Regions from separate parts of the Mus musculus genome. Here regions 2, 3, 4, 5, 6 and 7 are each linked to region 1. The links are chromatin contacts, called in public Hi-C, HiChIP or PLAC-seq and promoter capture Hi-C maps. All regions are on one chromosome and are shown on one strand. The core of a region is the stretch at or near the end of the contact, and the rest is flanking DNA. Distances in the headings are between cores, read along the strand shown.

Region 1 (2,836 bases), core at 285-2,784:
TGACAGCTGCTTACTCACCGGGTAGCTGACTGGGAAGCAGAGAGAACTAGAAACTAAGCTAATCCTAATCTCAAAATTCACCCCTATCCAGCTAGTGGAGGTTCCACCCTGACCAGCAAACATGTGGGCACGACTCACATTCAAACTGTCGCAGGGAATCGGGGCTGCCACATCATTTGGATGTGTTAGACTAACTTATGCTTCTACAGGCAACAGCAGGAGGAGCAGTGTGTCCTCGAGGCCTCCTTTTGACTTGTGGGTGGGGCATGCTTGGGAGGGTTATGCGTGTGGGATTTTTTTTTTTTTTAACCTTACATGTAATTGGAGTAGCATCCTAATATTTTTTTTCTTTCTCAAGATAGGGTTTCTCTGTGTAGCCCTGGCTGTCCTGGAACTCACTCAGTTGACCAGGCTGGTCTCGAACTCAGAAATCGGCCTGCCTCTGCCTCCCAAGTGCTGGGATTAAAGGTGTGCACCACCACTGCCTGGCTCTAATATATTTTTTTAAAAGATTTATTTATTGTATGTAAGTACACTGTAGCTGTCTTCAGACACCAGAAGAGGGAATTAGATCTCGTGACAAATGGTTGTGAGCCACCATGTGGTTGTTGGGATTTGAACTCAGGACCTCCAGAAGAGCAGTCAGTGCTCTTAACCGCTGAGCCATCTCTTCAGCCCCCTTAATATTCTTTTTTAAAACGACAAATGTGATGAATCTAATGCCTCAAATCTTTTGAGTTCAGCTTCTTATACTCAGGGTCCCAGCAGGAACTTTCTCTTTGTCCCTACACCTAGTCCTGAAAGCCCCTTTTTTCGGAGAGCCACGTCCCGAGCTGTATCCCTCATGTCCACTTAGCGAAGGCAGTGGTGCACCTAAGAAAATACCAAGCATCTATCTGGCAGTTCCGTATGATGAGGAAGTACAGCTTACTTGGCAGAGTCTGAGTTTTTTTGGCCAGAGAGGATGGGATATGGCCCGGGAACTTTATCCTTCCTTTGTGAAACCAAGGTACTCTTTCTCTTGCTAGAAGTGTCATCTCAAATCACCTGGGCCTCAAAAACCAGGTGTAGTGGCACTTGGGAGACAGAGGTAGGCAGGTGGCATCTCTGTGAATTCGAGGCCGGCCTGGGCTAAATAATGAGTTCTAGGACATTCATGCCTACAAGGGGAAAGTTTCACGATCTGGACAGCCACTTCTGAGGGGCGAGCCCAAGCGCAAGGACATGAGTCTCATTCAGGAACAATCCATGATGAGCCATTAGCTCTCGCACTATTTTTCAAGACTAAAGGGCCGCAGGGCGAGCTGCGCAAAGCCTCACGGCGGCGTAGGAAACCTTCAATGCTGAGGGTGTGGCCGGCCGAGAAGATTCTGGAAGCCGAGCTCCGTCGACCCGGGCCATTACCCGGGGAGCGCGAGGCGAACCCCAGCGAGCCTGTCTGAAGCACCCGGGTGCGCCACGTCACCCGCGCGCGCCCCGGATGCATTTGCGCCCGGAGCCCGCGACCCGGAAGCAGTCGTGGGCGTCGGAGCGGGCGGGCGGGACCGGCGCGGATGTGGCGAGGCTGCTGAACGCAGGTTCCGCGGTATGGCGGGGACGGCGTTGAAGAGGCTGATGGCCGAGTATAAGCGTGAGTCAGGCGGCGCCGCCTTCCTGTCCTCTTCCCCATAGTCGCCCGCGGCGTGGCCCGGCATGGCTCGGCTCGGTGCGGTGCGGTGCGGGGGTACTGGGCCGGGCTGCGAGATTCCGCGTGCGGATAAAAGGCCAGGCTGTCGCCGTCACCTGCGCACCCCAGCCAGCGGCAGCGGGGCTGGCCCTGGGCTCAGAAGCCGGCCGGGGCAGCGCCGCCGTGGCCCTGCCACCCGGGTCTGGTCCCTAAGCCCCTGTGTGCTGCGCATCTGCCCTCCCGACAGTTGATGCTGCGGGGCGAGTACCGGGTAATCCCCGTAAGGTGGTCGAGCCGTCGAGGGGAGTTGGGGGAGAAAGTTAAAAATAAACAAGATAACGCCTCAAACCCCCGGCCACGCCGCAGGTGCGAGTTGCTGGGGAAAACCAAAGTTTCTCGGACACGGGCTCCGGACAGTTTCCTTGGATCCGGATCTGTTTTTCTCTCTGTTTTACTTTTTCAGCTCTGTGTCTAGATTGAGACACATCCCCTTTATCTAAAAAAGAGGGAACAGCATTTAAGCTCCGGGACAGGGGTTTAAGTTTTGACCACTTCTACCCAAGGGTATTCACATTAGAGAAAAACTTATCCGCCACAAAAAGCCTCTACTCGTACGTCAGACAAAACGTATTGTCACTTAATTTGAAGTTAAGGTTGTGAATCATCTCCGTGTGAGAGAGAGAAGGAATTTGGTTAAAGAGGGAACTCTAAAATAGGAAGGCTGGCGAGGGGCTCAGGGGGTTCACAGAGGAGAAGGACTCCACCTGCTGTGGCTTCTTGGAAGAGGAAAAAAAAGGGCAGGGAGCTAAGGGTGGCCCCAGGCTGACAGCTAGTCTGGGACCAGTGTTACAGCCATACGGAACTGAGTTGTGCCAGCGACTTGAATGGACTTGGGTTGCAGCCCTGAAACAACCAGCTGTCTCGGCTGGGCCCAAGCCCACATGGAAACCATGAGGTCATCAATGGATATTGTTTAAGCCTGTGGCAGCAGTGATGGAAATGCATCCAGCAGTACAAAGCACGAGGAGCGAGGGAGGGAGGGAGGTTTTTTCCGTGTCCTTGTGAATTCAATAAAAGTCCCACTGAGTGTTTTTCTTCCTTTATGGTATAAAAGGTTTGTCCTCTGTTTAAGACCATGTACTCTAGTATTAGGTAGATTCAACAGGAACA
Region 2 (2,883 bases), core at 149-2,648, 970 kb after region 1:
ACATTCCATTAATCCTAGAATCTTACGCCTGCCCCTTCTCATTGAGTGGCCTTGAGCAAGGCATTTTTCCTGATGCTCCATGTCTTGTTTATGAGGAGATTCAGTATTATCATATTCTCTTCTCGACCCCCTTCCAGCTTGGAGCTCAGTGTGAGAAGCAACTTTAGACAATAGGATCTGTAGCCCTGCTCAAGGCCCTAGTAGCTGCTGCTGGGAAGGCAGGGCAGGGAACGCTGGTTTCTTTTTCATTCAGCACCCTTTTCCCATTTCCCAAATCCTGCCCACAAGTTCTCTTGGATCTTGCCCCTCAGCCCAAGCCAGATTTCTACAGTCAGTGCCCCGTTACCCCGCCCCCCTTATCTTGGCTCTACTTTCTCTGACATCATGGTCGATTTCCTGTGTGTGTTTATGTGTGGGCACCCGGATCCCTTCTCTGGCCCTGGGACCCTTGGGATGCCCTGGGAACGGCCCGGGAGGAAGAGTCAGGTCCTTGGTATAGTGGCCTCCCTCCTTTAACTGCTTCCTTCCGAAGCCCCCTACCCATACAGCTTTCGTTCCTTTCCATTTCATTCTTGCTGTCTGTGGACCCCCAGATTTAAGGATCTTCTATTTCCACCCTTTGGCCCTCTGTTTCAGGTCTCTGTCATCAGTAGCATAGTCCAGAGGATTGTTTAAAGTCAGTTCACAGGCCCGGGACAAATCACCCAACAACCACGTGCCTCAGTTTCTCTGTCTTAATAAACAGGACGGTTTCTTGGGGCTGGCCACAGTAGGTGCGGCTGCAGCCTCTGGAGCGATGGTGGCATGGAATTGGGGAAAAGACTGCAATAATAAATATAACCCCGCACGACCTCTCTTTAGTACAGGAGTGTGTACCCAGGAGAGGTGCCCACCACCCAGCCATGTCGATGCCACACAGCTGTCCTCACCTCCCGCCCCTGCCCCGCCACTCTCTGGGCGCCCCTTCGAGGCCCCATTTCCTGTCAGGGGTGAGGCCCCCCTGCGGGGCCTTGCAAGGATCCCTGGGGCTGGCATCTCAGGCCAGCTGCACATAACGGTCCGTGCCCCCCGCCCCAGCCCCCCAGCCTTACAAAGATCCGGTGCATATTCCTCTCTTGCATCAGGGCTCGCTCCCGGCTTACCCACTAGGTCCCGCTGCGTACCCTACCGGGGACCTGGGGATCTGAGGCTGAGTGGGGCTCCCTTCTCTTACTTTCCGAGAGTCCCCGCACTCACCGCGGTCCTTGGCTTCTGACTTTTTTCGAGGAAGTTTCTCACGACCCCGCAGGCGGGAGAAGGTCTTCCTGAGCAGCGGCTCGGCCATGCTTGGGCCGCGGCCGGCCGAGTGCGCGCCCCGGGGCTGCGGCCGCCCGCCCCGCCCGCCTACCCCCCCCCCCCCACCGGCCCGCTCCAGCAGGAAGCGCATTCCGGGAATGCTTGGCCTTAACTTTTTTTTTTTTTTTTTCTTTTCCTTTCCCGCGGCCCGAGCAGGCGATGCTGGGAGATGTAGTCGCCTGGGGCCGGGAGGGGACATGATGGGGTGCTGGGCTGATCTAACTCTTCAACTATGAATGTCATGGCATAGGCTGGGCCCCCCATAACCATCCTCCTTGTGTGATGGCATGCAGCACATTCTGTCGGCTCCCCCAAACCGCATCCAAGGCACACATCAGCTCATGTCTTTCCTCCTGTCCGTCCATCCATCCCCACATCACCCAGTACCTCGACCACGATCTTTCCTTGGGAACCCCAAATGCCCCCAACTCAAGTTACTATTGCTGCTTATTGACCCTCAAGCTTAGTGGTTTCAGACAGCCGGGATGCTCACTGTCAGGAACATGGACGCGATATAGACGATGCAGTCTGCTGATCTCTACTCAGTCGAGAACACAGCAAGGATAGGTGTATCTCGAAAGTAAGTGGTGAAATCGGAGGTTGTATTATTATTTTTTATTTAGTACTGAAATACCGGAGGCTGGACAACTTTCTAAAGTAGACTGAGTTCATGTTGATGTCCTAGCAGCACTCCTTAAGACAGGAAGAGAAAAAAAAATCTTAGGTTTGGGCTGATTCTTACAACTTAAGTTTACTTTTTATTATGAATATGTGTGTGCTTCTGTGTGTATGGCACATGGATCGGGGTGTGTGTGTGGGTGCCCAGAAACGGCTGGGAAACAAGCACTTTTAACTGCTAATTTGGTCTCACAGAACCGTCTTCTGAAGGCCAACTCCCGCCGATAGGCTCCTTTCACCATGACTAGCCTATTAACAGGGCCACATAGAGGACTAAACTTTCAACACATGAACTGTGGCACAACTAAAGTTCAGGTCTCTTAACTGGTGCCAGACACAGGCTGGACCTCCACTGGGATAGTGGACTAAGCACCTATGTGGACACCTCTGTGTCCTTGGCTTCCTCCCAGTTCAGTAGTTTTGTGGTAATTGGTGGGTATGCAGGCGTCTAAAAGTTAAGAGTGCAGATGAGTAGAAGGAAGACCTGCCCAGCTTTGCTTATCCAGGCACATGTGGGAGGAGAAACTGTGGTGCTGCAATAGTTTGAAAAGATCTAGTACATTCTAAGAGACTGGAACTTTTGCTAGACCTTACAGCCAGAGATAATACCACACCTGGAAGTCACCCACGACTGCTAGCCTCCTATGTACTCATTGAGTAAGAGAACAATGTAGCAATCAACTCTACTTGTTTTGGATTTCCCATGCAATCAACTTCTTACAACCTATAATGTAATGCATACCTGGACTCTTAGATTAGGTACTCTTCCCGGCCCCTCACTCAGATAATGCACACGAAAGCAACACTTGCAGAAGCAGAAGCAACTTTCTACCAAAAAAACGTCGAAAGTATCCATTTACAGAAATTAGT
Region 3 (2,939 bases), core at 341-2,840, 560 kb after region 1:
CTGGAGGGTCTTGCCCAGGCTAGAGGGGATCAGCCTACAGACGTTCAGACAGTCAAGTGCTGAGTCATTCCTAGTCAGAAAAGGAGCCACAGCACATTTGTTGGGACAAGCAAAGCTAAGCCTAATCTCAGCAGGGAAGGTGGGAACCATCAGGGCTGTTGAGCAAGGACCCAAGACAGCCTGAACTCTCCAAACCACCTGTCCTGGGGCCCTTAGAGCCGCCCCTCCCCCCACAGTAAGTGCTCACCTTTTGAGATAACCTTCCTATCTGCCACCACCCCTACTTGCTAGCCAACAGCCAAAAGGCACATGACTTTTCCTTTCCCTTTAAGAGTAATGCTGGTGTTCTAGATACTAGAATGAAAAACGAGGACCTCAGCAGGCAACTCTACCATGACCTGTGTCCTCCTAAATCCAGTAGTCCTGCAAGCCACAAAGAGGATGGCTAGCCTTCACACGGAGGATAACGTCCCTGCTAACATTGTCTCCCCATACTTACTTCTTAAGGTCAAACACAGTGACTCTATTTCCCACGGGGCTGATAACAGAATTTCCATCATGTGTGAAATTTAAGTTTCCACACCGATAAACCGTACCCAACAAATTCGAGAACTGCAAAGGAAATGAATCAGTTTTAACACAGAGAACACAGCGTCAGCTCTCTGAAATGGTGATGAGAGGCATCTGGGCATAGGTAGTAAAGTACCTGACCATAGGTGTGTCCTGCCCCTGGGCAGAGGAGGAACCCAACTTAATTCTCAGGAGCCCAGGGTTCCCTTGAATGGTACTATACTCCCAAGACAGGAAGCATTTGCCAGGCACAGAAGGGCACAGGATCTCCATTCTAAGAGAAGCTGCTTCAGTGAACAGGGCTGCAGGAGATGCTCACCACGCCCACCGTGCTAAGTATCAGTGCCCCGGTGTATCCATTCAGTTATCAAAGGCAAGCATCTCCATCCAGCAGACACAGCTGGGTGTAGAGACCCGAGCCTTGTGTTCTATGTCCACATAGAAACGGCACATAGGCAATTGGACAGATGTCCAAACACTGCAAAGCCCAGCAGAGCAGTAGGGTAGTTGCTTACTGGGATTGCCTGGGCTAACTAAGGCAGGAGTCGATCTGGGGTGTAGGTGGGCAGCTATGCAACGAGATAACACCAGGCAGAGCTAGGCTCCTAAGAGGTATGATCAGCAGAGGAGCGCTGTCGAGACTGCTCCAAGAACTGGCGGCCCTGTAGAGAGCTGGGTGTTGCTTGAAGTTTGTTGTTAAGAGCCTTTCAGCAGCTATTGCTGTGTTGTCTGGCAAGAGGAGTTTGGACAGGGCTGGGTACAGCCCGAGACCTGTTGGGTAGGAGCCCGGAGCTCCTGGTATAAACCAGGAGCAATAGATTGCGATGGGTCGACCCACTAGTGCTTCCCACAGGCAGCCGAGATGACAACGACCTCGGTCTCTCCCGCGTCCTCGGAACCTTCCATCGCCCTCCCGTTGCCCCTGCCCGGCCCGCCGCTCACCCGGTAAGCGAATTTCATCCTGGAACCACACGTGGGGTACCGTACTGCAACCACTTCCGGAATACAAACAATCTCCGGCGCTTAAAACGCGCACTTCCGGGGCGGAGCCGCAACCCTAGTGTCCTGGGAAGCCCCGCCCGTCCCTCCCTCACCCCCACTCCCGCCACCACCCTGCCTCTACGCAGGCGCTGCGTAGCGGTGAACTAGCTGAGACCGCTAGGACGGTGGAGAATGGAGCTAAGTTCTAGGTCTCCATGCAGAGCCCAGTCCGGAGCTGAGAAAGCGAGCAAATCGTCACACACTCGCCTGTAACCGTGCAAAACAAAAACAAAAACCCAAGTTCAAACGGAGTTTCTTCTTAAAACGTGTATTTTTAGAATTTTAATGCTTACACTTTAAACGATCTTAGTACAGCGGCCTTACTCTGACATTATGTTACAGAACACTGTGAAAATGGAACCAACGCCTGCAGTGTCAAGGTGCGGCCGTCACCTTTCCTAGACCCCATCCCAGAGAACAAGAGCTGCCAACTCTCTTACAGAGAAAGGTGTCTTCATGAGAAATAACAGAACTACCAACATTTTAGATCTCCCCTTTGTTTTATTCTTAATATATATAATTAGAAAACCGTAGAGAACTCAGAAATATGAAACTCAGGGGGTGGGCGGTGAACTCAAGAGCCAGACTCCACTCTAAAGGACTACACACGGATGCGGGAGGCTAGCAGTGCCGGGTGGAAGCTTTTCTGCCAGGATCAAGTCTCAAAGACCTCCCCACACATGGACTTGACATCTGCAGGCCAACTGTCAAAGGTTTACCGAAAACAGAGTTCAGAGGGCTGTAGACATTCAGTAAGTACCAAGTTCTAATTTGCATACCCAGCTCCCCAAGTTTATTAGTTTTAAACTGCACATAAAATAGGTTTTCAGAGGGTTTTAAATAAATGTTTGTTTTTTTTTTGTTTTTTTTTTTTTTAAGGTTTATGTGAGTACACTGCCACTGTCTTCAGACACACTAGAAGAGGGCATCAGATCCCATTACATATGGTTATGAGCCACCATGTGGTTGCTGGGATTTGAACTCAGGACCTCTGGTAGAGCAGCCAATGCTCTTAACCACTGAGCCATCTCTCCAGCCCCAGTGTTTATTTTCTTTAAGCATTCCTCCAATTCCTGCAAATGAAAACCACTTGGTGGTGGTGTGTTGTGGGCGTCGTACTATCCTTTATTTACTGGCTGAGTTAAAAGCAAATACCCTGGGGCTGGAGAGATGGCTTAGCAGTTAAGAGCACTGAGTACTCTTCTGAAGGTCCTGAGTTCAAATCCCAGCAACCACATGGTGGCTCACAACCATCCGTAATGGGATCTGATGCCCTCTTCTGGAGTGTCTGAAGACAGCGACAGTGTACTTACATATAATAAATAAAC
Region 4 (3,101 bases), core at 223-2,722, 790 kb after region 1:
ACTCTTAACAATAATACGACTGGGGGCTGGCGAGATGGCTCAGCGGGTAAGAGCACTGACTGCTCTTCCAAAGGTCCTGAGTTCAAATCCCAGCAACCACACGGTAGGTTACAACCATCCTAATGAGATCTGATGCCCTCTTCTAGGGTGTCTGAAAACAGCTACAGTGTACTTATTTATAATAATAAATAAATCTTTGGGCCAGACGGAACAGGGACTGAGCGAGCTGGGCTGACCTCAGTGAGTGGGGCCAACTGGAACGAGCAGAGGTCCTAAATTCAATTCCCAACAACCACATGAAGGCTCACAACCATCTGTACAGCTAGCTACAGTGTACTCATATACATTAAATAAATAAATAAACCTTAAAAAAATATGATTGGGCAGCCAGCCCCGCCCTCAAAACATTCTCCAACAGAACTGCCATAACGGTGCCTGGAGGAGCCCCTCCCCCCAACCCTCCAGTAACTCCATGCACCAGCAAGCAGGTATCAGTCCCATAGAGTTAAAGAAACCCAACACTTTCGGGACCGGGAGATGGCCCATTGTTAATGCAGTGATTAATTAAGCCAGTGTCAGACCAAGGAACTGTAGCTATACTATGACATTTCGGAGATTAAATGGTGAAAGTTATTCATTCCGGCTAGCAAAGGACATCACCACCATTTAGCGAGGCGCATCCCCCAAGTTGGGGTGCTCTGACTAGAGCGTGAAAAACTGCGCTGAGACACTTCCCAAAGCATACAGCCATGACCTCGGCCAAACCACCGCTCAGGGAATCTATAATTTGCATCCGCGGAGGGATATCCAAAAGCAAAGGACATCGCCACCATTTGGCGAAGCGCATTCCCCAAGCTGGGGTTCTCTGACTAGAGCGTGGAAAACTGCCTTGAGACACTTCCCAAAGCATACAGCCGTGACCTCGGCCAAACCACTGCTCAGGGAATCTATAATTTGCATCTGCGGAGGGATATCCAAGAGACGCGGAGGCTGCTGAAAGGGGTCGCTCACTGAGGACCAGAAGCACAGAAACCGCTCTGCAAAAGGACATCCTGGGAACGGGGTGTCGAGAACACACCTTTAAGAACACGGGACACCAGTAAAGGCCGGCGGAAGAGCACCAGCAAGCTACAGAAGGAAGAAAAGCGGGCAGACCGATCGGGTCAGCCTAAGCCAGTAGAACAGCAGACGAAGGCCGGATCCTGCGGGGCCCACGCAGCGGAGCTCGCCTGCCCTCCCGCCCGCGTACCTGTCGCCCGCTGCGACCTGGCCTCGATGTACTTCCGCAGCTTCCGCAACGCGCGGTCCCGCGTCACCTGTTCATTGCCCGCCAGGCGCTGCGCCAGCTGGATCTCCGGCGGGAGCGGCACTCCGGGAACCATGGTGAGGAGAACCCTGAGACCACGCACTCGACGCTTCCGCTGGGGCGCTCGAGTGACGACACGCGCTCGTCACCACTGAACGTCACACTGAGGCGACACAACCCAGCTAGACGTCAAACGTCCTGGACGATGCTGGCGTACGCTACCGCCTCTCAGTGGCCGAGAGGCGCAACTGCACCCTGCAGGGAGGAGGATGGTCTGGTGTAAGCCTAGGGCATCTCTGATTCTTGAAAAGGTTAAAGCATTGTCTTGGGTTCGCCCTCCTCTTTACTGCAGCAGGAGTGGCTGTATTACAAGAAGATCGTGATGTGGCCCAGCTTGTCCTCAACTGTAACACTTAGCAGGACTGCGTGGAGCTGCCCTTGGCTCAGCATCCTGAGCCATGTTGGGGTGTGGGGTGTGGGTGGGGGGAGGTTGGGTGTGTGCATGAACCCTGCAACGCCGAGAACTACGAGCTTTACCCGAAACACTTTACCTGATCCCTAACACCTTAGTCCTCAGGGAAATCCACCCCACCAAGCCTCTTGTAGAGCATCCACTTTCCTGGAAAGAGAAAAGCAAGAAGGCTGTCAGGATCCAGATTATGGGACAGGGTGCAGGTACCTATCATGAAGGTAGGCAGGCAAATACACTATAGAAAGCACAGTGAGTGTGCAAAACTTGAGTGTGCCCTGGTTCATGAAATGTGTGGTGACAATCGTTTGGGACACTATTGGGAAAATTTTTCCATATAGCCCAAGAGCTGAAATGTCAAATTAGAATACAAAACAATTACAGGTTTCATTGGTGTGCCCAAGACCACCAGAAGTCTGATGACTTGCTGGGGGAAATTTCCAAGACCAGTGGACGTTTGGACTTAGTGGTACCATAACATTGCCAGTTCGTTGCTACACCATAGGCCAGCTAAGCCCAGGATTAAAGTGTCAGGCAAGGAAGGTGGCTGTATTTGAAAAGCTAGATGCTGGAAAAAATGGGAGGGATGGTTGTTGAAAGTCTGACTGAAGAGGAATAAGCAACTGGGGTGGGAGAGGGCATGTCTAAGCACTATTACAGGAACATAGACAATTCTGTATTTTCTATAACATCAGAATTTACTGAATAACAAAAAATTTGATAGACTACATCAATGTTATGGCCACGCTTTTTAAAGTCAACCCAGTTTCTTTGACTTAGGCAAGCTATCTCTTGTTGCTGTTGTTTTATTTATATGAGTACGCAGTTACTGTCTTCGGACACACCAGAAGAGGGCATTAGATCCCATTACAGATGGTTGTGAGCCACTGTGTGGTTGCTGGGAATTGAACTCAGGACCTCTGAAAGACCAATCGGTGCTCTTAACCGCTGAGCCATCTCTCCAGCCCTAGGCAAGCTATCTTAAACTACTAATATTAATGGTCAGACTCTACTTACACATCACACAGTAAATATATCCACCTATACATATGTGTATATGCCAAGTCCTGCTAGGCTTGAGTACTGAAACCCCAACTGGGAGAAGTAAAGAAATACAGGACAGACACACAGACAGAAAAGGTGGGCTCAGCTTAGGTGTGAGCACTCTGATTGGGACACTCACTACCATTGCAACTTGGAACCTCAGGTTGTTTATTATGTACCAACTAGGAGGAGGAGGATCTGGTCCTAAACATCCAGTCATGGATGCTTTTTAAGTCTACAAGTCTCAAGCACAAAGATGGTAATTAGTGCCTTAGTTAGGGT
Region 5 (2,864 bases), core at 235-2,734, 620 kb after region 1:
TGTCTATGGCAATGAAGATGCCAATGTTCAAAGCTAAGGGTCGGGAGATGCAGTCAAGTAAGTGGGTGTCCCTGTGGGTTCTAAGTACTCATCCAGAATTCCTACTGTGCACAGTACTGGGGGAAAGTTCTCAGGACCTGGAACACATTGAATCCAACCATGAACAGGGTGCAACTTCCCTGAGGGGATCAAGGAGCACCCGGGCAGGGCGGGGCAGCCTCCAGACCAGCTCTGCCACATCGGTCCACCTGCCTGCAGGTGAGGTTTGGCAAGCCTCTCAGTTGCCAAGCATTCTGGGAAGAAAAAAAAAAAAAAACAAAACACACACAACTAACTGCTGAACTATGCAAGTCTCCCAACTTTATGGGAGACACATCCATATCCCTGAGAAAGTTAATCTAGCAATAAAGAGATGTAAGTCTTTAAATATGAAATGTCTATGCGGTTACAGGAAGGAACTGGGAGGAGCCCATGTATCCAAGGGCCCAAAGGAGAAAACAGAGCAGGGTGTGCTGGAGACCTTGGGAACCCTGGGGCCTAGCACCAGGTTTTGCAAATATGCTTCCTGTTTAGAAAAAAGTAAATTCATAAGGTCAAGCACATACTGAACTGCCAACAGCCACGTATCACACCTGTCCTTTGAGAGACAGCACCGCAAAGCTGTCAAAATGTTAACCAACCCGTCCACACTTCCCATGAGTCCATAGTTTGCAAAACTACTCCGTTCTGAAATTATGCTTTAAAATGAGGGTTTTCTTTTTCTGTAGCAGAGAAACCAATCTTTGTGTGTGAGTGTGTGTGTGTGTGTGTGTGTGTGTGTGTGTGCATTCAGTGGGAGAAGGAACAAGTGCGGAAGGGGATGTCCGAGCGGGAACTCGCTGGTGGAGCAGCTCTGGAAAGTGCCTATAAGCACAGGATGATTGGACCAGACAGAGCTGGGTTCCTTCCTAAGCCTGGCCGGCCACCTGCCACTCCGGCTTGACAGTCACTAGAGGAAGAGCACCTGCGCTCTGCGGAGAGCTGGGCCTGCCCACCGGACTGCGGTCAGCGCGCAGGAGAGCCGACCCACGGGGAAGGCCGGCCCGATCCCTAGCAGCACTGACAGTACAGAACGAGCTGCTCCGGAGACCGCCCAGGTCAGGACCCAAAGCTTGGCGTCGGCTGCACAGCGGGTCGGAGGTCACCCGCGGAAAGGTCGGAGGTCGGCTGTGTCCGCGTAGATGGGAGCTGCCAAGCCCGGCCGCGCCCCCCGCCCGCCCGCCCCGCCGCACTTACAGGTGACGATGGGCTTGTTCTCCATGGTGTAGACCACCGGTGGCTGTGGCTCCTCAGGGGCGTCCATGGGCGTCCGGCGTCACCGGCCCGGCCCCCCGCCCGCCATGGGCACCCGAGGCAGCGCGGGGCCCGCTGAGCCCGCGCCTCCTCGCCGCCGGCCCCCGGCAGCTCCTAGCCGGCCGCCCGCCGCCGCCGGCCGCGTCCACTTCCGGCCCCGGCGCCGCCGCGTGACCACTTCCGGGGCGCGCGACTTAAAGGGGCGGGCCTCGCCGCCGAATGCCCTCCTACGAAAAAGGCCGCGTGCCGGGCCGCCCGGCGGTGCAGGGCGGGGCCGCTGTAGCTGTCAATAGCGGGAGCCGCCTCTGCCTCGGTTCTCAGGCAGCTGCAGAGGACAGAGGGCGGCGCACGTGCCTGAGCTCCTTGACCCCACCTTCTCAATGCCCAAGCTTGGTGACCCTTGCTTGGTCTCATCAGACCTGTCTAAACTGGATTCTCCTCGGCTTCGCACCTGCAGATGCTCCCTTACCCTCATCCTCGCTTCTACCCTGTGTGCCCCCACGTCACGTCTGGCGGAATTCCCGTTATCTCCGAGGGAGCTTCCTCCTTTCCGGCTTCTGCAGGATGCCTTGGGTCGGTTTTTACATCTGGGCGAGCTCAACTGTGCAGTGCCAAGCTGAGTCTCTGCTTGCCTGTTAACACGGACTTGCCAAGTGTGCTGACTCAAAGCGAGGCAAGATCGAAAGTGTTCCACCCACCCCGTACAACTCCATGTGCACCCGCTGGCACGCCAGCTTCCCACTGTCCTTTCTGGTTTTGTGAGGTTTTTGTTTGATTGGTTGATTAGGTGGTTTTACTCGTATGAACCACCACATAGGTCGTTTCCACCTGCGTCAGCCTTCAGCACTCTTTCCCTTGGCTCCCAGAATGCTCCCTATGTCCCACCTTCATCAGTACTGGTCACCTATAGCTGGTACTGCTTTGAAGCCGCTAGGTATTGTGAATGTCGCAAAATCAAATATTGCTTTGAACTGAACTCGGCGCAAGTAAAGCAGGTCTATGGGAGCTTTTGCAAATGGGATTCAGTGTGCAAATGGAATGTCTGAGCATGACTTGACTGTTGGGGAGCATGTTGGTTTGGGCTTTCAGGCAACTGATTAGGGCAGTTGAAGCAGGTGGAGACTGCCAGGCACAGGGGTTCTCAACCTGTGGGTCCCGAGCCTTTTGGCAAACCTCTAGCTCCAAAAAAAATATTTACATTATGACCCATAACAGTAGCAAAATTACAGTTTATGAAGTAGTAACAAACTATTTTTATTTATGTAATAATTTTATTTTTACTTCTTTAATATATTTATTTTGTTTATTTAATATTTTTCTCTAATATTTTTATTTTTATTTATTTAATTTTTAGTTTATTTATTTAATTTTTATTCATTATTTAATATTTTATTTTTATTTACTTAATATTTATTTTTTATTTAGGAGGGTCACAGCATTAGAAAGGTTCAGAACCACTGGCCTAGAGAGAGCACAGCAAAGCAAGAATAGGGGTCCAAAGCCTCCGTGGACGTGCCAAAGGTTTTTCACCC
Region 6 (2,900 bases), core at 363-2,862, 840 kb after region 1:
TTCTCTGTGTAGCCCTGGCTGTCCTGGAACTCACTCTGTAGACCAGGTTGGCCTTGAACTCAGAAATCCGCCTGTCTTTGACTCCCAAGTGCTGGGATTAAAGGCATGTGCCACCACACCCGGCTCCTTAGTACAGTCTTACTTCAATGACCTTGTTACCCCAATCCTGGCCCCTTAAGCTAGAGAGCAAAGGTAAAGAGCATGAAGCACCAGACCAGTGCATTCTGGATAGAACAAGAATGCCTACACTAGACCGTGTGGGTGAAGCACTGTTTATCAACCAACAGGCGCTCAAACACTCAGCAACTGCCCTTGCCTACAGACTTTGATCTCCTATGCTGTATAATAACAATCAATTGCTCTATTTGTCTGGCAAGCAAGCCTGATTCAGGACAGTCCTCTATTGTCCTTAAATGCAGTTCCAGCCACCTGTTTTCCTTCCAAGTCCTTCTTTCAGGTCCATGGTAGCCAGAGGCTACACCCTAACATCTCCCAGGAATCAGTTTAATGGCTAGACATGAGCGGAAGGGGAACGGGGACCTGCCACCCTGCTCAGTGACCAGCCAAAAAAGATACATTGCAAGAGGCCACCACCTGGTTGCCCAGGCCAGCCCAATCTTCCTGCTGGACCGGCCAGGCAAGGAAGCTCCAGTCAGCTGATATTGCCTATGACCCCTATTCTAATGCCCATGACAACCTGGTTCCCTCCAAGGGCAACCAGTCACAAGCAGGAAGCACCACCTGCCAGAAATGATCAGAGATAGCCTCATTCATCACACATCTCACAGGAGATAGGATCTGGGAAGAAAAGGCTACAGCCCTTCTAACAGGTTGCTTCCAAAGCCAAACTCAGCAAACTATGCTGTCTTTTAGGAATAAAAGCAAGCACGCGGGAGGTGCAGAGTTCCAGCCCCATCTCTGCGGGTGACAGACCACCCTAAGAGTGTTCAGACCCAAGCGTGGGCCCAGCTTCCTCCTTGGTCCAAGTTCATAGAATGGGTAGAAGCAGAACGTGGATGTCTGCAGAGAGCGAGCAATCACTAGCCAATGTGTCTACCAAGAGGCTCTCCGCGCTCCCAAAGGAAAGGATTCTCCCAGCTCAGCATTTTAACGCTTCGGGAAGCCCCTGCCCACTGTTGGTCAGGCAGACGGAAGCAACAGGGACCCTCAGGCGCTACCGTGTGCGCCACAGCCGGGCAGGGGGCTTCGTGCCACCTGCACCACCCCGCTGTAAGCTCCCCAGGGTAGTCCACGCCCCCGGCCTGCCTGCGCCAGGATCTGCCCTCAGCGCGCCCAGCGCTCAATAGGGACCCAAAAGGATGGCCACAGGGGGCCAAGGTCATTAGTCGGAAAAGGCCACGCAGCGAACCCGTAGACCCGCAAGTGAGCAGCCCGGCCCGGTTACATAAGCAGTGGAGCGCATACCTGCAGAGGGAACATGGCCGCTCTGTTACCCACGTAGCCACGGACAACATGGCTCTGGATGGAGAGCACCCGGCATTCGCCCTCCATGCCGGGAAAGCTGTAGTGGCGCGTGGTCCAGGTGGTGTCACAGGCTGGGGTTGCTCAGGCCGCTCGCTCGGATTCTGCTCCGAGCGCTTTAAGCACGCGCAGTCGCTAGGCTTGGACGCGCTCCCCGCCTCCTCTGACCTCAACAGGCCGGCTGCTAACCCGCGAGTCCCGCGCGGCGAGGGGCGGGCTGAAGGCGGTGCCTCACGCAGGCCCCGCCCCTCCGGGCAACGGGACCTGTGGAATCCAGCACATGAGCTCCTTCCTCTGTGCTCCATCACGTGGCCTCACATCCCTTTTTGCAGATCTGTCTGTGCGTCAGGGGGTTCGCCTGTATCACACTCCACAGCACGGTACTTTCAGTACACACTGTTCCACCTCCTTGGCCCGCGGCGCTGATCACTCCATGGGTGGCATACTCCGGAGCTGCTGTCCAAAGAGTTTCCACTGAGCTCCAGAGCCTGAAGACCCTCAGAGATCAGGAGATCCTTTCCAGCCACGCGGCCTGCGTGGAATCCCAGACCCAGTAGGGCTCACAGGCATCTGATCTCAGGCTACCCTGAGTCAGGAGTCACGTGCCCCTTCTCAATATAATAAGAGATCTTCTCTAGGCTCAAGTCTGCTTAGAGCCACTCATGGGGACAGATTTGAAGGGGCTGCACTGGTCTTCCCCTCTTCACTACCCACCAAGTCCTCTCAGTCCTAGGGAAAGCGCACCTCTCTTCCTGTCCCATCTCCAGACCTACACTTGGCACTCCTGTGGTCACGGACACACCAGGGTCACAGATCAGTGGCACAGGCCAGTATGTCAAGTTTGCTTTATCTTGGTGAGAGAGAGTACTGGGGACCAGATCTGCTCTGAAGAGAAAGGAACATTCCCATTGCTTGGGGAACAGATCAGAAAAAGGAAGTGGTTTTGAGGCTCCGTTGGTGGGGTGCATACCAAGGCCCCAGCACCAGAAAAGCTGTAAAGAAGAACCAAGTTGTTAGGAAGGCTTGACTGGAATCAACTAAATGGAAGTACATTGGAGGAATAATTAATTGCTTGCTGATAGTAACGTTTGCTGGATACTATGTATGTGCTAAACATTTCTTGTAACTGAATCTTGCTAGCCTGGAGCAATGGTGTACATTTATAATCCCGGCATTTCTGTGTTTGTGTATGTGTATAGAAGACCTCTGGTGTTATACTTAGGGAGGGGCAATTCACTTTGAGCTTTTCTTTAGCTTTTTTGAGACAAGGTCTCATGATGTCTCTCTCCCTGATCCAGCTCACTATCTAAGCCAAGCTGGCTTTGAACTCAGAGACCCACCTAACTTGAGTGCCAGGATTAAAGGTGTATGCCACCACACCTGGAACTGCCTTGGATTTATTTTATGTATTCATTTAC
Region 7 (2,899 bases), core at 327-2,826, 660 kb before region 1:
TAACAACATAGTGCAGAATAAGAAGCCAGACAACTTCACACTTCTACTAAACAAAACACTTTGGGGACAATAAGAAACAGTTCTGGAACACACCTCTTTCCCAAAACAGAAAATACGGCCATCAGAGAGAGAGAGAGAGAGAGAGAGAGAGAGAGAGAGAGAGAGAGAGAGAGAGAGAGAGAGATTGAGAACCGGCGCCTGTCTAGTCTACCTGTTCAGGCTCTAATGAATGGTGCGGGGAAAACCTGAGGAGAACTGAGAGGAAAGAAGAAAACAGAAGACCACGGTGGAGGGGAGAGGAGAAAAGGCCGCACCCTGCCCTCGCCCCACATCCATCCTCTGGGCTTCCTTTTTTTTTCCTCCCCAGCTCGTCTCAATCACAAGACATCCGTCTAAGCCTTGCAAGTCCCAGTGAGATCACAGCTATTGTGTGTTGACCCGAAAGCCTGCAGCGTAATGTGCCCACTAACAACTTCTGAATTTAGGGAGGGAGTAAAGAGGCCTGGGTTTTCCTGAGTGGCTCTACCCCGACCCCCGACGTAGGCCAGGGCCAGTTACCGTCAGACTTTCACAAGGACCCTAGGCCGTGCCTGAATCCAAGAACAGGCAAGACCATGCAGAGCTGGAGAGTGAGCCCCTCACTGGAAACTTCTGTCTAGGACCCTGTTCTGGCCCCAGCTCCAAGCCCAAGGGGCTATCAAGAACTACTCTATTCCGGGAGCCCGACCCTCGGCCCCACACTTCCCCACCCACCCACCCACCTCTTTCTCCCTCTCTCTAAGTAATTCCTGCCTCAGCCTAGGACCCCGGTCACAGCCTGGGAAGCTGCTTCCCTTGACCCTTTGCTCAGCCTGATACACATGCCTCTGGGATTCCCATCTTCAGTCCTCCGACCATCGCTTTGGCCTGGGATACCCCCACCCTGCTTTAAGCCTGGGACTCTGCACTAAGCCCTGGAACCTCAGCCTTGAGCCCTCAGAGCTCGGTACTCAGTCCTAGATCCCCGCCCTCAGCCTAGGACCTTGGTCTTGGCCTGGGACCCCTACCTTCAGCCCGGGACCCCCGCCCTCAACCTGGTACCCCCTATTCTCTCCCAGGACCTCCGCCCTCAGCCTGGGACCCTCACCTCAGCCTGGAATCCTCGCCTCAGCTTGGGACCCTCGCCTCAGCCTAGGATCCCGGCCCTAGTACTGAGATCGCCAACCTCAACCCTTCCCCCAGGATCCCCAACACCCCAGCTCGAATGAAGTTTTCTGACTGCGAACTGTCCGGTCCTCTGGCCTTTGGAGGGGTCTCGGCCGGCCTGGGACGCGGCATGCGAGCTACCTCCGCGCTGGACCCCCCCACACACACTTCAACCCGCCGCCACTCACTCACCTGCCCCGCCGCGGACAGGGAGGCCGCGGACCAGGTAGAGCCTATGCTGCCGGTCGGGTGGGGCAGAGGAGGCGTACACGGCGCGACGCGAAGCCCGATGCGACCCAGCGGCGGCCGCGGCGTCTCCTAGCTCAGGCGACGGTAAGCAGCGCCTCGAGCTCTGGCCGAAGCACTGCGCGCGGCGAGGACCCGCCCCCTCCGTGCAACCAGCCACTCCTGCGCAGCCCGCCGCCTCTGGCCCCGCCCCCGCTCAAGGGCAGGGCCTGAGAAAGCGGGCGCCGGGAGCCAATGGAGCTGCGAAACGGTGACCATCACAGCCAATCAGGGCACGGAAAGCTCTCCGGCTAGAAGCCGTTTAGCGTCGAAGGGCGGTTAGGGTTGGGCGGGGCCCCACTCTGGGGCTGGGAGGAGGCGGGGCTTCTGGAAAGGTTAGTCAACTGGCGGGGGCGGGGACAGTACGGGGCGGGGCCAGGGCCGGGCCTGGGGCGGGGCCTCCAGAAGGCTAGAGGGAAGGGAGTGGATGCTTGGTTGTGAGATGGCTGCGGGGCCTGCATCCTCTGCAAGTGTTTGGCACACGCAGCTAGCGGGAGACTGCAGACACCCAGTCTCGCACGCGCTGATATTCTAGGGAGGTCAGTTGGACCCACAGCCTTCGCGACTATGTGGGCCTGATCCGTTGACCGCAGCCCTTCGCGGGTGCCCCTCTCTGCTTGGAAGCCTTTGAAAGCCAACACAGCCCAGACTGTAGAACTTGTGTTTAGGTTCTGGGCCTGCACACCTGTCCACAAGCGATTCAAAGCCGATGGAAGAACTGGCTGTGGTAGTGGCTGTGGGAAAACATGTCATGTTGTTGTTGTTGTTGTTGTTATCTTTTGTGCACCTTTCCTCAGAGGTGTCCTGCTCTATTTTGTGTCAATTAACTATCGTTTTCATCGGACTAAACTTCCTTCATCTGATTGCTCTCTATTAGCTTAGGCTTATTCCTTTCTGCACACCACGAAGGTAAAGGAACCAGGCCAACTTGTAATTCCAGTACTGATAGAAGCTGCGAGTCCTGGGAACTCTGCCTTCCATCAGTACCTAGATACCCAGGAGCCCAGGGTCATCCTTCCTGGCTTCCTGAAGCAACCTGAACCAGCCAGAGAAGGCCTCTTTGGACTTGGAAATCAAGCTTTGCCCTTCATAGGTGGAGAGAGTGATCCACATGTTTACCTCCAGACTTTCGAGAAGCATCTCTGGGAAACAGAGTTGCTTCTTTGTTGTCATATGAACAGACGGGTGAGCAGAGAAGTGGGTTGAGGGTGACATTCTAGCTGAGATGACAAAACTCATCCCGCCCTGAGCCTCAAACCCACCAATGACTCACTTCGGTGCCAATAACGATATATCATACATGCAAAGGGGTGTATACATAGCTCTGTCCCCTCATCCCTCCACCTGTTACAATCACGATCTCTATGGTAGAGTCAGGAAGACTCCGTAGGTCTGAAACCTCACCATAGTAACCAAGTAGCTCTTGGGA

The links. Promoter capture Hi-C pulls out the DNA fragments that hold promoters and counts their contacts. A called contact is a pair of places that touch in the nucleus more often than the background predicts. HiChIP or PLAC-seq counts read pairs in DNA pulled down with a chosen protein or histone mark. Capture Hi-C pulls out chosen DNA fragments and counts their contacts.
Region 2: a contact with region 1 is called in an H3K27ac HiChIP or PLAC-seq map of thymic regulatory T cells, with 4 times the contacts expected there. The contact joins the promoter of Syde1 here to the promoter of Ube2g2 in region 1. A contact is called at or near these places in 1 of 39 promoter capture datasets (pre-B cells) and 1 of 115 datasets of contacts at active chromatin or transcription factors (thymic regulatory T cells).
Region 3: a contact with region 1 is called in a promoter capture Hi-C map of embryonic stem cells, with 2.6 times the contacts expected there. The contact joins the promoter of Pwp2 here to the promoter of Ube2g2 in region 1. A contact is called at or near these places in 11 of 39 promoter capture datasets (the 3T3-L1 cell line, 3T3-L1-derived adipocytes, the HPC-7 cell line and 7 more), 1 of 484 Hi-C or Micro-C datasets (LSK cells), 3 of 115 datasets of contacts at active chromatin or transcription factors (astrocytes, embryonic stem cells and pancreatic cancer cells) and 1 of 9 other capture datasets (adipose tissue).
Region 4: a promoter capture Hi-C map of liver shows a contact between it and region 1, with 2.7 times the contacts expected there. The contact joins the promoter of Rrp1 here to the promoter of Ube2g2 in region 1. A contact is called at or near these places in 2 of 39 promoter capture datasets (cranial neural crest and pre-B cells), 2 of 484 Hi-C or Micro-C datasets (CD4 T cells and erythroblasts), 4 of 115 datasets of contacts at active chromatin or transcription factors (bone marrow-derived dendritic cells, embryonic forebrain, memory CD8 T cells and 1 more) and 2 of 9 other capture datasets (adipose tissue and liver).
Region 5: a contact with region 1 is called in a promoter capture Hi-C map of liver, with 4 times the contacts expected there. The contact joins the promoter of Trappc10 here to the promoter of Ube2g2 in region 1. A contact is called at or near these places in 4 of 39 promoter capture datasets (hippocampal neurons, liver and pre-B cells) and 3 of 9 other capture datasets (adipose tissue, liver and macrophages).
Region 6: a contact with region 1 is called in a promoter capture Hi-C map of adipose tissue, with 2.4 times the contacts expected there. The contact joins the promoter of Pdxk here to the promoter of Ube2g2 in region 1. A contact is called at or near these places in 1 of 39 promoter capture datasets (pre-B cells), 2 of 484 Hi-C or Micro-C datasets (CD4 T cells and CD8 T cells), 1 of 115 datasets of contacts at active chromatin or transcription factors (memory CD8 T cells) and 1 of 9 other capture datasets (adipose tissue).
Region 7: a contact with region 1 is called in a Hi-C map of CD4 T cells, with 4 times the contacts expected there. The contact joins the promoter of Pcbp3 here to the promoter of Ube2g2 in region 1. A contact is called at or near these places in 1 of 39 promoter capture datasets (pre-B cells) and 1 of 484 Hi-C or Micro-C datasets (CD4 T cells).

The regions. Positions count from the first base shown.
Region 1 is chr10:77,620,787-77,623,622 of GRCm38.p6, forward strand. It overlaps Ube2g2 (ubiquitin-conjugating enzyme E2G 2), which reads left to right and starts at 1,535. Exons shown (of 6, transcript NM_019803.3): 1 at 1,535-1,630. The coding sequence starts at 1,588.
Region 2 is chr10:78,590,566-78,593,448 of GRCm38.p6, forward strand. Syde1 (synapse defective 1, Rho GTPase, homolog 1 (C. elegans)) reads right to left here and starts at 1,399. Exons shown (of 8, transcript NM_027875.1): 1 at 1,237-1,399. The coding sequence starts at 1,324. It overlaps Gm30346 (a long non-coding RNA gene), which reads left to right and starts at 1,476. Exons shown (of 3, transcript XR_380602.2): 1 at 1,476-1,915.
Region 3 is chr10:78,183,559-78,186,497 of GRCm38.p6, forward strand. It overlaps Pwp2 (PWP2 periodic tryptophan protein homolog (yeast)), which reads right to left and starts at 1,591. Exons shown (of 21, transcript NM_029546.2): 1 at 1,513-1,591; 2 at 500-612. The coding sequence starts at 1,530. Trappc10 (trafficking protein particle complex 10) reads right to left here. Exons shown (of 23, transcript NM_001081055.2): 23 at 1,864-2,939.
Region 4 is chr10:78,411,571-78,414,671 of GRCm38.p6, forward strand. It overlaps Rrp1 (ribosomal RNA processing 1 homolog (S. cerevisiae)), which reads right to left and starts at 1,473. Exons shown (of 13, transcript NM_010925.2): 1 at 1,250-1,473. The coding sequence starts at 1,382.
Region 5 is chr10:78,243,161-78,246,024 of GRCm38.p6, forward strand. It overlaps Trappc10 (trafficking protein particle complex 10), which reads right to left and starts at 1,485. Exons shown (of 23, transcript NM_001081055.2): 1 at 1,276-1,485. The coding sequence starts at 1,342.
Region 6 is chr10:78,463,336-78,466,235 of GRCm38.p6, forward strand. It overlaps Pdxk (pyridoxal (pyridoxine, vitamin B6) kinase), which reads right to left and starts at 1,613. Exons shown (of 11, transcript NM_172134.2): 1 at 1,426-1,613. The coding sequence starts at 1,512.
Region 7 is chr10:76,960,371-76,963,269 of GRCm38.p6, forward strand. Pcbp3 (poly(rC) binding protein 3) reads right to left here and starts at 1,577. Exons shown (of 16, transcript NM_021568.2): 1 at 1,378-1,577. Gm35664 (a long non-coding RNA gene) reads left to right here and starts at 1,771. Exons shown (of 2, transcript XR_380584.1): 1 at 1,771-1,805; 2 at 2,006-2,232.